Regions from separate parts of the Mus musculus genome. Here region 2 is linked to region 1. A link is a contact called in public ChIA-PET data. All regions are on one chromosome and are shown on one strand. Each heading gives the region's core, a stretch centred on a gene start, on an enhancer-like site or on the middle of the called end of the contact. The rest is flanking DNA. Distances are from core to core; before and after follow the strand shown. Region 1 holds the start of Izumo1r (IZUMO1 receptor, JUNO). Region 2 holds the start of Cep295 (centrosomal protein 295).

Evidence for each region. ChIA-PET counts read pairs in DNA pulled down with a chosen protein or histone mark.
Region 2: an RNA polymerase II ChIA-PET map of memory CD8 T cells shows a contact between it and region 1, with 8 read pairs. The contact joins the promoter of Cep295 here to the promoter of Izumo1r in region 1.

Annotation. Positions count from the first base shown.
Region 1 is chr9:14,902,166-14,905,751 of GRCm38.p6, reverse strand. It overlaps Izumo1r (IZUMO1 receptor, JUNO), which reads left to right and starts at 1,985. Exons shown (of 5, transcript NM_022888.3): 1 at 1,985-2,039; 2 at 3,229-3,369. The coding sequence starts at 3,232.
Region 2 is chr9:15,356,214-15,359,799 of GRCm38.p6, reverse strand. Cep295 (centrosomal protein 295) reads left to right here and starts at 2,012. Exons shown (of 27, transcript NM_176976.4): 1 at 2,012-2,174. The coding sequence starts at 2,057.

The DNA.
Region 1 (3,586 bases), core at 736-3,235:
ATTATTCAGGGGGTAAGGAGGATACTTGAGAAGAAGAGTTCCTGTCAGGCCTTGGCACTGGCTGCAGACTTCAGATACCCTGGGGTGTCCTAGCTTTTTTGTTTTTTGTTTGTCTTCAAATGCATTGCTTTGGATGACCTGATAACCCAAACGGTGGGAAGACAGGACAGGCATCACCATCCAGCATCCCTGTCACTTCAGGTCACCCCATTCACTGCCCCTCCCTCCCCCTTCAGAATGCCTTTAACTGCCTGCCCCTCTTCCCCTGGTCTTTAATCTGTTGCTGTTTTCGGCTGCTTGAGTGGCTCCATCCACAGCCAGCCCTGATTTAGCAGCCTTCAATCGGAAAACAGATTTCTCTGGAAGACTGGGACAAAATAAGGCAAAATGAGCTCTGTTCAAGGGCCTCACAGCACTTCTCTAGGGACAGATGCTTGGCCTGGAGCTCTCTGCAATCACCCCTCCCCCACTGCACCTGCATCCATGCTGGCTGCAATTTTGACACAATTCCTATAGCTCTGTCCTGGAGGTGGCTAAGAGAGTCCTCCTTATCTCTCTCCCTCCTTGTGGAGGACATTTTTCCATTCCAGTAATGACTCGTGTGACTCATTTTTGGATTCTTGCTCTTGCCACATCCACAGTCATTTTAAATTTAATGTTCAGTTCCAAAACGCTTACTTGTCAAGACTTGTTGCTCCCTGGGTGTCTATACAGGACAGACGTGAGTACCTGCCTCTGCTGTCCCTGTGGACACCGATACAAAAGAGACCCTCGAAGCAGAAATGCCTTTCCATTTGGCCTCTGGCTTCAGGAAATGAGTCTCAGCTCTGTTGAAGACCAGACATGCAAGTTGGGCTGATAACCATTACTGCTCTGTTCCGGAAAAGCCAACACACCCCCACCCCCAAAGTCTGACTGTGACGTTTAATTTTTTTAAAGATCTGGATAGTTTCTACCCCTCAGTCCTGGGGGCATCCCCCTCACCTGGTTCATAAGCATTAAATATGGAGTCAAACAAGCCTTTCTCAGATTCTAGCTCCATCAACCTCTGTCCGAGCCTCAGTATCCCCTACAAAAGAGAGTGCTCATTTGGGGTATTCTTGCAGGCAGTAAGCCAGACTGTGTACCAGTGCCCTAGCCTCCAGCCCCGTGACTAGTCCTCGTGGATGTTCAGTACTCCATACCCACGCATGGAAACTGCTATTTTCCCTGCACAAAATCAATGTGCTTTGTACATTGACTGGCAGCTGAACACCGTGTGCTGTACTTTGTCTTCCTTGGTGGAAATCACAAGGAATGTTTTTATTTATTTACTACTTTTTGTATGAAATTTCAGTGATTTTTGGCTACTTTTCCTTTGGAGACAGAACATAAAAGACAAGCAAAGTTATGGGCATCACCTCCAATGGGACCTTTGGAGCAGCGATCAGACCAGGCACAGGGTGCAAATGCAGGCTGCCCCTGGTGGCCCTGAGGGGCGGCTTTTGTTTCAGCTTTGATTGTTGCTTAAATTCTTGGCTGGCCAAGCTGCCTGTCTGTGCACCTGCGTGCTGCTAAGCTAGACCCGGATGCTGTGGGAGGATTCTGTTACTCAGAGGCCCCAGGGGTCTGAGCAGAGGAAGGGACCCGAGGAAGCTTCTGAGAACAAAAGATGAAGGACTGTTAAGACATCCCTGGGCTGTGAACTTTTCATGATCCCTCTCACCCCACCCCCACCCCCCACCCCGCCGGACAGATTCTGCCAACAGCTCTCATTACAGAGCAACAGACTGATAGAATCTAAGTTATTTCCAAGTTCTCACAGGTTAGAAGCAGTGCTGAGAGTTGAACTTGCCACCCACTTCAGGGATCTCTGGTACCACAAGGTCTTGTTTCTCTCTCTCTCTTGGAGGCAGGCTACTCAGGTCTAGCTACTGGCGGCTCTCCACACCTGTAGCTCATAGAAGCTGAAGGCTGATAAAAGGGCAGTGGGTGGAGCGCCCTCAGCCCGCTCACCTCTTTGGCATCAGGAGGAGCAACAGGAGGGCCCTGCCTTGAAGGTACATCTGAAGACAATGCTGAGGGGGCTGGTGTCTTTCCTCTCTTCATCTTACCTTCCCGGTCTTTCAGAATAGTTGTTCTTTGTGCAAACTTGGAGCTGGCTCTGTGGAAGAACAGTCTTGGGTTTGGAGTTCAGGATGGGTTCTGCAGAAGAGTCTGGGTCTCTAAGTCACATCTCAGACATCCTGAGGTAGACTACTACTCCGGCTAAACTGCTGATGTGTAGGGCAGGCTCCCAGCAAGCCTAGGTGACGTAAGACCCATGAAGTCCTGGCAGTGAGGACTGACTGGAGCCCTCCTGAAGCCGGGTTTGCCCTTGTTCTAGCAGAGGGGCGATCTCTCTGTCCAGCCTCTCCACCACCGCCCCCCATTGCCAGTACAACCCAGAAGAGAACTGGAAATGTATCAGCAAACACCAAGGTACAAGCCAGCCTTCGTGTTCCTGTGCTAGGATGAGGGCTTAAAGGTGGAAGTCTCCTCAGCCCCTAGCCCTGAGAGGCCAGCAGGGGTCTTAGGCTGTCTGTTACAGCCTGACACATAGGGTGTCTCTGAGATAGACTGGGGTTGGTTGAAATGAGCTAAGGAAAGCTCATTGGTTGAAGGGTCAGGGTGGGGATGAACTACTCTGAGGAGCTGGTGTGGACCCTTCCTAGGGAATAGAACTAGGGTTGGCATGTGATGGATAAAGCTGGCTTTGACATCCCACCCCACCATGTTCTTTTGCCATAAGGAGAATCTGTTTACTGGGAATTGGTTACTTGGCCAAGAGGCTGGCTGTGGGCTGGGATTAAAGCTCTAAACTTCGAATCCATATTATTACCAAACTAGCAAACTGTATCTAAGTGAGCAGCTTAGATCCATTCCTTGCCTGGCCTCCTCTTCAGAGCTGCTGTTTGTTTGTTTGTTTGTTTTTCTTTTTCTTCTCTTTTCCCCTGTTGGTCAGTTTGCTTTCTACATTCCTGCAATGGTTTGTAATGAGTGCCAGATCCAAGTCTTACTCTACATTCTGTGATGCTGCTCTACACAGAAGGTTCTAGGAGCAGCCAGAATATTTCAGCAACCTAAGGAAGCCTTGGAGCCCCTCCTCCCTCTTCAGTGCCTGGTGGTTGGCAGGAGTGGGGTGGGTGTTACCTTCCTGGTCTTTCAGAAGACTAGGTTCTCTTTACCATGGGCTTCTCTCTGTGGCAGGTCATGGCACAGTGGTGGCAGATCCTCTTGGGGTTGTGGGCAGTCCTACCCACCTTGGCAGGGGACAAACTGCTCAGCGTCTGCATGAATTCCAAGCGCCACAAGCAAGAACCTGGCCCAGAAGACGAACTCTACCAGGAGGTACAGAGCAGCGCTGGCCCAGGGGCTAGGGCAGCTTCTTAGGATTATTTGAGAAGAAATACAGACCAGGTGGTCTCTGTACCCCACCACCCCTAATCATTTAGATCCTTAATTTGGGGTCCATCTAGGGCTTTGCCACTAAGCTGTTCTGGCCGCTTGGGAAACAGGTCATGTGGTGATCCCAGAGGCTATGCTAGCTAACCGTGGGTCAGAGCAA
Region 2 (3,586 bases), core at 763-3,262, 450 kb before region 1:
CCTCTTTGTGCTCTCTGGTGTATGTCACACTTGTGCTTTCAGATCAGCTTGTGTTGTCACCTGATTCTCAGATTCATATTCTAGTTTGAACTAAAAAAAGAACGTGTTCATTTTTATTGATTCCAAGAACAATTACTGCAAAATACTGTGGTTTACCCACTTTAGGTCATATGCCCATCACAATAGCAAGCGAGCTAGAGGGTTGCAATGGCCTGGTCTTGGCCATACCTCTGTGACCTGGGGTGCTGGGTCTGTATCAAACGGCAAAGTTCTTAAGAAAGAAGCCTAAGCAGATAATCTTATACTTTTAAAAAATATGCAAACTGCCTTCACATGCCTTAATCGTTGGGTCTCCATGGACCATGGGAAGAGGGCAGGCCAAGTATAACTAAGGACACCACAGTGGATTAAGCTGCCCACAGCATCTCTCATAGAGATAACTTCCTCCTAACTTGAATTGGGCTGGCCCTCGTATATAACCAATAAAATGCGGCAATTTTTTAAAAATTTTATTTTTATTGAATATTTTCTTTAAATTTCCAATGTTATCTCCTTTCCCAGTCCTCCCACCCCCGAAAACCCCTATCTCATCCTCCATCCCCCTGCTTCTATGAGAGTGTTCCCCCACAATGTATAGGCTGACACTCTCTCACCCTACTGAGCTTGCTCTGATCCCTCCTGGTTTCCTATTCAAAACAGAACATGTCTCAAGCTCAGATTTCCACTTGAGTACTTTCTGCCCAAGACGCCAGCTGGGTAGAGCTGTCCAGTCATCAGGTCAGCAAATGACAGAGGGGTGTCAGGCAACTGAACCAAAAGTGCTTGCTACACCTCTTCTTCCAGACTTGCGACCAAGTGAACATGCCTCTGCTGGGAATGGTGCATGAGTTTAATGCAGATGGATCTCCTTATGGCAAGGCCTGAGGAGTTGGGTCCCCACATGGCAAAGACCTATGGGATATTGGAACAGAATCTCCTGGCCTTTCCCCAAGGAATGCTTGGTTCGCTTTTGCCTTGCATTTGTGTGTTTGACTTTGTTATTGGAAGTATTTGCTTTTACTTTGTTTGTGACAGATGTTTCTCTAGAATCAGAAAGTTTGGACTGTGATTCATTCCTATTTGTCTCTGAGGCCATGAAAGTGGAATAGACCACTACTCCTGTGTTTGTTAATAATGATGCGGTTGGTCAACAAGAGGGCCTAGTCTGTGTACACCAGCTAACATCCAGATGTTCTCTCCTTATGGTTACTTAGTTCCAACAATTTGCCCTACAGTGCTGTTCCAAACAATAGTTACATGGGTATTAAAAGCTTAAGAAGGTCTTTCTGGATTGTTGGTTCCAAGACTTAACAGGAATATTCAGAGGTTACACCAAGCAAGGATGAGCAACTGACTCGGTTTACTAATTTGCCCTGGGCACTAGAGGAATGAGATTTCCTAAGGGGACAGGCTAGGTGTCAATAATTAAATCAGAATTTCTCGGGTATGTAGTTTATCGCCTCTCTGTACTGTATCCTCAATTGGTTATGTATCAATGTGCTGGGTTAGATATTAGCCACGTGCTCAATCTATATTTCATCTTTCTTGATACTGTTCATGGGTTAGCAGGAAACCGTGGCGACTGAGAAGGAAGTACAGTGTGCACTTGGTTGAACATAGGAAGTTCTTAAAAGAGACGTGGAAAACTAGATGTATAAATAAAGGTAGTCTGAGTTGTCTCGGTGTCAGAGTATAGTATGTGAACTGCACTTCCTGGTCCAAGTCTTCCGCCGATTCCACACATCCTCCTTCATGTTCTGAACCCGACCCAGGATTGACTGCCGGCGACAAAACACCACAGAGCAAGTGGGACAAGACCCTGACAGTTGAGAGGGATAATGGCCCGTTGCGCAAGCTGCGCGTGCGTGCGTGCGTGCGTGCACGTGGGCGGGGCTGCGCGTGCGCCGAGCTGGAGGTGGGCGGGGGCTTGGCACGGCGCGGCCTTCCGGGCGGCCCCTGCGGAGGCGGTCCTAAGCTGGTTCCCGCCGTCCGATCCCGCCATTGGCGGGCCGTTTGAATGACGGAAGTGACGAGAGCCGGGTCATGGCTGTCCCGCAGGTACCCAAACGGCTGCTGGGTAGCCGGCCGGGTGCGGGTGCCTGTGTGTCGTGAGGCCAGACCACACACGCTGTCAGGTGAGTGACGGAGGCCCGCCAGGGTTCTTCTGGCTGGCCGCGAGCAGGCTGGCGAACCTTCCGGCCCTTTAAACCGCCCCGAGGCCGGCCCTACAGAGAGCTCGGCCTTTCTGAGGCATCCGCCACCCGTAGCTCTTCTGGTACTCTTCCTACACTCAAGCTATGAAAAAAATGGCAGTCTCATTCGAGAGTGTTAGTTCACCCTGTAATCCCAGCACATGCAAGGCAGTGCTGAGGCAGGAGAAATGCCTCGTGTTCAAGACCAGCCTAGGCAATAAACCCTACAGCAGCGAATGGTTGTCGTCAGTCTTACATTAGAATGTGTTCGGCGGTTGGGTAGTAATTAAGCCACACGTACATATAGTACAGCCACGTGTGGTGGCTATTACCCCCTTACACGGAATAAAGTTAACAAGGCCCAAGGGATTTGAAACTTGGCTTCTGCCTTTTGCTAATGAATGGCTCTTGCATCCACATCTATTAATTTTTTGGTTACTGTGTGTCAGATACTGCCTAATCCTTAGAAGGAAATCTATCAAGATAAGCCCTACTGTGTCCATCATTATTGGACACTTAAAACACAGAACTTGAAGAGTCCACATGGGTAGAAATGACTAGTGAACAAGCCAGGTAACAGGATTCTACTTAATAGATGCAGGAGGAATACTTGTCTCCTATGGAGGACAACTTAAAATGTTCCTCTCTTGGAGCCTCAACCATCCTCAGGAGTATTTTCTTAAGAATTCAGTGGAGTGTATTGGAAAAGGCTTTTTTTGTTTTGTTTTGTTTTCCGAGACAGGGTTTCTCTGTGTAGCCCTGGCTGTCCTGGAACTCACTCTGTAGACCAGGCTGGCCTCAAACTCAGAAATCCACCTGCCTCTGCCTCCCGAGTGCGGAAAAGGTTTTCAATTCAAGCAATTACTACTGTTTGACATTTGTTCTTCGATGAAGTCATGACTGGGTCTGCCATGTAGTACTGTATATGGATTAGTCACTTTCTCGTTCAGTCCACGCTGAATTATTTATAAGATGCAAGACAGTTTTTTAGACAAAAGAGATGAGGTGATGAATAAGATCATACTTGTCCTGACCACAATTGTGATAAAGAATTCTCTGTGAAAAGGAATGGTTTCAAGCTGGGCATGGTGGCGCACGCCTTTAATCCCAGCACTCGGGAGGCAGAGGCAGGCGGATTTCTGAGTTTGAGGCCAGCCTAGTCTACAGAGTGAGTTCCAGGACAGCCAGGGCTATACAGAGAAACCCTGTCTCAAAAAAAGAAAAAAAAAGGGGGTGGGGGTGTAGTTTCTACCAGGTGACCCAAGCAGCTCATTGAAACAGTATTTTTAAGTTGTTATATTTGAGCATTAAGAGTTTTTAAAACTATAGCTACTATCACTCAGTTATTAAGACCC